Regions from separate parts of the Rattus norvegicus genome. Here region 2 is linked to region 1. A link is a contact called in public Hi-C data. All regions are on one chromosome and are shown on one strand. Each heading gives the region's core, a stretch centred on a gene start, on an enhancer-like site or on the middle of the called end of the contact. The rest is flanking DNA. Distances are from core to core; before and after follow the strand shown. Region 1 holds the start of Etv1 (ETS variant transcription factor 1). Region 2 has its middle 180 kb from the start of Etv1.

Evidence for each region. A called contact is a pair of places that touch in the nucleus more often than the background predicts.
Region 2: a Hi-C map of the A7r5 cell line shows a contact between it and region 1, with 2.2 times the contacts expected there. The contact joins the enhancer-like site here to the promoter of Etv1 in region 1. A contact is called at or near these places in 2 of 12 Hi-C or Micro-C datasets (the A7r5 cell line and the Rat2 cell line) and 1 of 1 datasets of contacts at active chromatin or transcription factors (oligodendrocytes).

The regions. Positions count from the first base shown.
Region 1 is chr6:61,316,911-61,319,985 of GRCr8, forward strand. Etv1 (ETS variant transcription factor 1) reads left to right here and starts at 1,456. Exons shown (of 13, transcript NM_001163156.3): 1 at 1,456-1,575; 2 at 1,996-2,127; 3 at 2,927-3,014. The coding sequence starts at 2,083.
Region 2 is chr6:61,492,740-61,495,814 of GRCr8, forward strand. No RefSeq gene overlaps it. Among named protein-coding and RNA genes, the nearest start is that of Etv1, 180 kb to the left of the region's middle. Within about 2 kb of position 1,677, at least 33 of the 93 cell types and tissues checked have an H3K27ac peak or open chromatin away from gene starts, as enhancers often do. A contact at or near this core is called in the A7r5 cell line, where this site is marked.

The DNA of each region.
Region 1 (3,075 bases), core at 206-2,705:
TGCCGGGGTACCCACCACTATTGTCCCCTGTTCCGGTTGCACCCCCCACAAAGTCTCGTAGCGCTCGAACGCATCCCTCCTCCGGGCTCTGACACTGTCCTCTCTCAAAGTGGACGCGCGCGGTGCACTGACTAGTCTCTGGGCAAGCATTGTGTGTACCCTGGAAGACTATAATTTTCCCATGATGAAGCGCAGAGTGGCTTTGTCATAAACCACGCTCTTTCTCCGCGAGGCTGGAGTGCCAGGCGCGCACGCTCCCATTTTGATGTTTCCACCATGTTCCATTTAAGGAAAGAAACTTTCAAATAGAAATTGAGAACTGCAGCACAATGTTCAACGGGGCTAAACAGCTGCTGGAAAAGTCCTTTAGTCCCCAGTTCTGGTCACCGCCAGGGTCTAAGTGACTTTCAGAACTGTGAAGCCCCCGCCCCGCCCCTCTCTGGCCTCCAACCCTTGGTAGGACAGCGGCTGCAAAGGGGACGCAACAGAACTAAGCCCTATGGGCAGGCAGCTTCAGGGACATTCTCGTTTCCAAACGTCCCATCATTGTCCTTGTAACCCGAGCCCTCCCTGCTCTCCCCCCAACTTCTGGTTGGAAGAAGTGAAATCCTCAAGTACAGTAAGTGACACCCTCCGCCTCTCTGTATACATAACAAAAGCTCCGGAAACGGCGGGGACAGGGGTGGGGGGGAGAAGGGGGCGGGAGGGGGGCATCTGAATTACCAAGTCCTCCCCCACCCCTCTGTGGCCCACTGGAGGTTTATTTCCTCTCAGCACTCTCCCGGGTGAATCTGATTTTTATACTTTCCTCGCCCACACTGCTACGTACTCCTCCGGATCCTCTCTTCCAGCGCCACCTCTCCCTTGCTTTCATTACAATGTTTTCATGTGGAACTGACGAAAGGAGATCGTTTTTGTTGAAGATGTATTAAAAGAAAAATCTTATAAGCCCTATTATAGTGGTGATTAGTGTTGAAAAAAAATGAAAAAAAAAATAGCTTGGACCGAAAGCTGCTGGGGAGGAAGGCTGGAGCGCGTGGTGGGTGGACTCCTGGTCAGAAGTAGAGAAAGGAGATTGTGGACATTTAATGTGTACCCGAACCTCTACGACAGTGCTTTAAGGACATCGGCCTAATAATAATGGATCAAACAACGATAGGAATGAGAGCTGGTTGACTCAGTACACTAGGTTTCAGAATCCCTCCGGTCTTAACCAAAACAGCGAGTTAGGAAGGAAGTGGGTTTCCTCGGTGGTTTTTCTTGGGTGCGGACCTAAGACTTCTCCCAGAGTGGTCGCATAGGAATAGGGGTGCGGGAGACTCTAGGGAAGGGGCCAAAAGCTGCCTGATTGACAGCCCGAAATCTGATCTTGTGAAAGAGACGTGGAGCCAATGGGAGGCAGCGATCCATCAGTTTGGATTGGAGGCCCCTGGAGGAGAAGTAGAGGAAAAACCACCGAATTCAGCTCTGTCAGAGGCGCTTTCGGCTTCCAAGGGGAAGTGCTGGGCAATAATTAATGTTTTTATTAAATTTGGAGGGAATTTTTTGCAGCCGTTCGCCTAGCGTGGCCTTCAGGTGGGTATTTCCAACAACTTTTTATGTCTCTCCAGATAATTGCATGGCTGTGGGTTGCAAAAACTATTCTTATGAAAGAGGTATCTCCGTCTCTTTAGTCCCGTTAGGTGAAAAGCAAGTCTCGTTGATCGCCATTGCTAGTTTTGCACACGTTTGCGAATCAGAGCTGCCTGGGGCACACTGACCGAGCAGGGAACATCCAGGGTGTAAATAAATACATCGTCTCTTGTTAGGATATTTGATAGGACCGAAAGTATGTAAATTGTGAACTCTCTTGGCTCTCTTTGGATCCAGGTGAAGAAGGCGGCGTAGGGGAGGGTTATTTTTGTGAATGGGGCTGTCGAGGGTAATTAGCTATGCAAATGCAAGAGCTTCATTCATGATTTTTTAAAGCCTAAAAGCCATCTTGTTCCCCTCTAGGTTGATAGAAGTCCAGATCCCGAGGAAATCTGCAGCTAAATGCTCAAAATATAAAACACTGAGCTAGTATTTGAGAAGAGGAGCAGAATGGATGGATTTTATGACCAGCAAGTGCCTTACGTGGTCACCAACGTGAGTGCTCAGTTCGAAAGTTGCTGTTTATAAACTTGACTCGGACGGGGGTGGGGAGAGCGAGAGATGCGAAGGGAGGGGGCAGGGGGTTGGGACTGCAGACACTTTATCTGCTTTGTTGCCACTGTAGGGCGACTCTGCTTCTAGAAGCCCTATCTACAAAATGAGCTTACCTTTGAGTGATTCGGATAAGGCACAGTTTTGTTTTAAGACCCCTTCTTCTGGTTAATGTGTCCACGATGAGTGCAAGAGGAGACGGAGGGCAGCAGCAGCTGCACTCAAAGTTTGTGGCTGGGTTTATCTGCCACATTGAAAAGAACGAAGTTGAGACAAATGCTGACAATTTTTTGTTTACATGGGGTGTCTTGGGCGTTTTCTTCCCCTTTCTCATTTTCTCACTTTCCCCAGTTTTCCTTTGACTTCTTTTACTGCGGGTGGGGGGTGCTGTCTGAGAGAATGGAATTCACTGTTAATCTGGAGTTGATTCAGTTAAAAAAAAATTAAGTGTTTTAGCTTAATGTTTTGATGCTGAGATTACGTGTAACTAGGATGAGGATAAGCAGGAGTGTTATGACATGCTCTGGGAAGCAACTCTCCCTCGCTGTTAAACTCTCAGTTTGAGATTTTACTGTCAAAGTCAGACAATACATATTGGAGTTCTCCTATAAACTTTTTTTTTTCCACTCAGAGAGAGGATCCAGTAGGCTTAAGTTATGTATGCATGATTTGTTTTTTTTTTTTTAATGTGTGACATCTGAGATTTATATTCTTTTAAAGGATTTTATCTTTCCCTTTGTAGAGTCAGCGTGGGAGAAACTGTACCGAGAAACCAACAAATGTCAGGAAAAGAAAATTCATTAACAGAGATCTGGCTCATGATTCAGAAGGTGAGGTTTGATTCTGAGCTGAACGTCTCTTTTTTTCCGCTTACACTCTCTACCCTCCAAG
Region 2 (3,075 bases), core at 427-2,926, 180 kb after region 1:
TTTGCATCCCAACTACTGCAGAGTCACCCAGCATCCTGAGTTTCTTCTGCTAGCTGAAGAGCTTCAGAGACACAGAAGTTTGTTACTTTATTACATTCCATTTGTTGTCTAATGAAACAGTCCATGTACTTCAGGAAGTCATTAGCACTCACTGTTTATTGATTGAATTAGTGAAAGTATCAATACTCCCGGATTTAAATGTTCACTGGAAAACCTTAGAAAGAAATGACATGTTTTGTGCCTGAAACTATGCATCAGCAAGAACTTTATTGTTTTTAGAGTGAGGATTAAATAAGTCAGATTTTGTGAGGTCACTCTTAGCTAATATATACTCATAATTATTGAATTATTCTCTACCCCTTCATTTCAAATCACTTATTTCTTAAACTATAAAGAACTACTGTTCTCTGGACTGTTTTTCTTATATGAAGAAGAGTTGAAAAATAGTTGCAAGATTTCTTAAAACATTTTACCTTGATAAGAGGTAGAATTAAAATAAAACATTCATATAAACTAAGTTTAAGGCACAGCCCTCTCCTGCTTTCATTTTTGCTGTTGATGTTTTTTTGGGAGGGGATATTTTAGTGGTATTTGAGACCTAGGATCTCATACTCAGCAAGTTCTCTATTACCGAACTGTCGTCTAGCCCTTCTCTTGATATCTAAAGTATTGGCATCATTGCTAGTATCTGTAATTGGCAGGGAACCTTGTGTATAAAATGTCATTGGTGAATCCTCTCCTCTACTTTTGTTATATGTTTCTGGAGCAACAATGTTTAACTTTATAATAAGTGAATCTTACAACAGTAAAGCTAGTAAGTTTTCAGATTAATAGCTGTCTTCAGAAAGTAAGAAGATCTCCTGTAGTTACATGGAGACATTCAGTAATGACATTGTCTCTATTCCAGAGGGACTGACTCAATGACTCCAATGGATATCAAAATCCACTAATTCCGAAGTCCCTTGTATGTAATAATATAACATTGCGTACAACCGATGTGTTCCCTCAATTTCCTTCAAGTCATCCCTAGACTATTTAGAATAACTAACACAGTGATGGTGCTATAGGTGCTATAAATATAGTTTCAGTACTGTATTCTTTAGGCAATAATTTCCAGAGAAAATACTGCACATGTTCCATGGGGATACATTTTGTTTTTGAGTTGGCAGTTGGCCAGCAAGGAACACTTGTAGGAATACTACTTGCAGATATGAAGTCCTCACCGTTCTTGTCATTTGAAATTCCCTGTTGTCTCTTCAAGCTTTATTGCCACCAAGTCTCTGTTCCCATAGCAGGCACACATGGTGTGATGGCTCTGCCCTAACAAGGATCCAATGTGATGGGTTTGACAGGCTCTGAAGTAAGAGCTGAGCTCCTTGGCTTTGGAAGGGCCGAACCCGTTTTGGTTTCAATTTTCTAATTTGTGGTAAGGAATACCTCAAGGTTTAGTCAAGGATTAAGCCTGCGGTTTAACTTCCTTCTTCCTAAGAGTATGAAGTTGTTTGAGTCAAGCCACCAACCCATATCCCTGCAGATGAAACCTATTTGCATTTCTCATGCGTGTAAGCCCAGTAAATGTGATTGCTTCCAGCTCACTGCCACAGAACCATTCTGCTGCCATTCTGTTACCAAATAACGAAGCCTCAAACAGAGGCTCTGTCTGTGTGCTGAACAGGAAGCATGACTCACGCCTGGAACCCAGAGAGCCTGCAAACTGCAGCAGTGCTCTTAACTGGCTAAAATATCTGTTACCATAGATTTGTAACATATATTCTAAGCGATGGCCTTTCCCGCAGGCTTTCCTAGGAGCGTGATTCAGGGCTAGGCAGATTGTTTTCGTTCCTAACCACAGCACCCTCCTGGCCCCAGTGGAAGACTCCTCACAGAATTTTATATTTATATTTTTGGCATCTGTACTAATGTATTAGAATTTTTTCTGCTGCTGTTAAAATGTCAACAACCAACCAGCAAAAATCCCACTACAAATTATAACTCACATTGGTTTAAAAACTCTACTCGTATATAAGTTAACACTCCAATCATATATGAGTTAGTGGATTTAAGGCAATGTTGGATGACCAGATTTGGGATTTTGTGTTTCTTTAACAAATTCTCCCCCCTCCTATTTCCTGTTAGTTTATTTGTTTTGATATAGGGAAATAGTTTCAGCTATGCCAAAATGCCAAGCTCTAATAGAGCTTCTACAAGTATGCAGCTATAGAAGAAAAAAAAGATACCACACTTTATAGATTAGACAACATTCTATAGTATGTCTGTTTCTTGAATAATCATTAATAACCAGATTCTCCTTGAATCGGTGCAAAGTGCAGGCAGACTGAACTAGGCCACTTAGCCTCTCCCCACTTCTGCCCCCTTATCTCATTCCTCATCACTAATGTAGGCTCTACGGTGCCACTTACCAGTCACAGGGCCCCACCGCATGGCTCTTAACATGGTGCTAACACGGATCGAAACACAAGGCCACTGCCAAATGAAGTGTAAGTCTAAATTAACTCCTGAACTAAGGAGCCTTGTGTTGCTTATTTCAGATTCAGCAAAATTGTCGTGTAATTTTTTTTTTCTTGTTCTTGTGAACTCTGTTCATTTCTGTTTCACAAGAGCTCTTTCTGACGAAACTGCTCCTTGATTTTCTGGTTTGTGTATACCTGACCCCCCTCCCGCCGCCCCTAAGTTCTCATCTAGTCTCTGTAACATAATAATTCAGTTGCTTTAAATGCCATATGGAATAAATAAATGTTTCAAAACTGATCAAATTAAATTCCCTGTAAAAATTCTCAGCATTGGTTGCTTTGATTAAATATGGAAGGCGAACAAAAGCCACAGCCTTGGCAGGCTTATAAAAGAGAAACGAAAGGAATTAGAAAGCAAAAGACTAACGCTGCTTTGTGAGTTAGAAAGTGATGTAGTATTGTTATTTTTATAACTTCCTAGATTAAAATAAAAAACTATGGGCTCGCAGCTGAAAATTATCTGGTGATCACAGCCTGGCAGGGTTCAAGGGTGCATGTGCTATGTGGATGGAGAAAGAGTGGCTATTGAGAGTACAGCCGTACA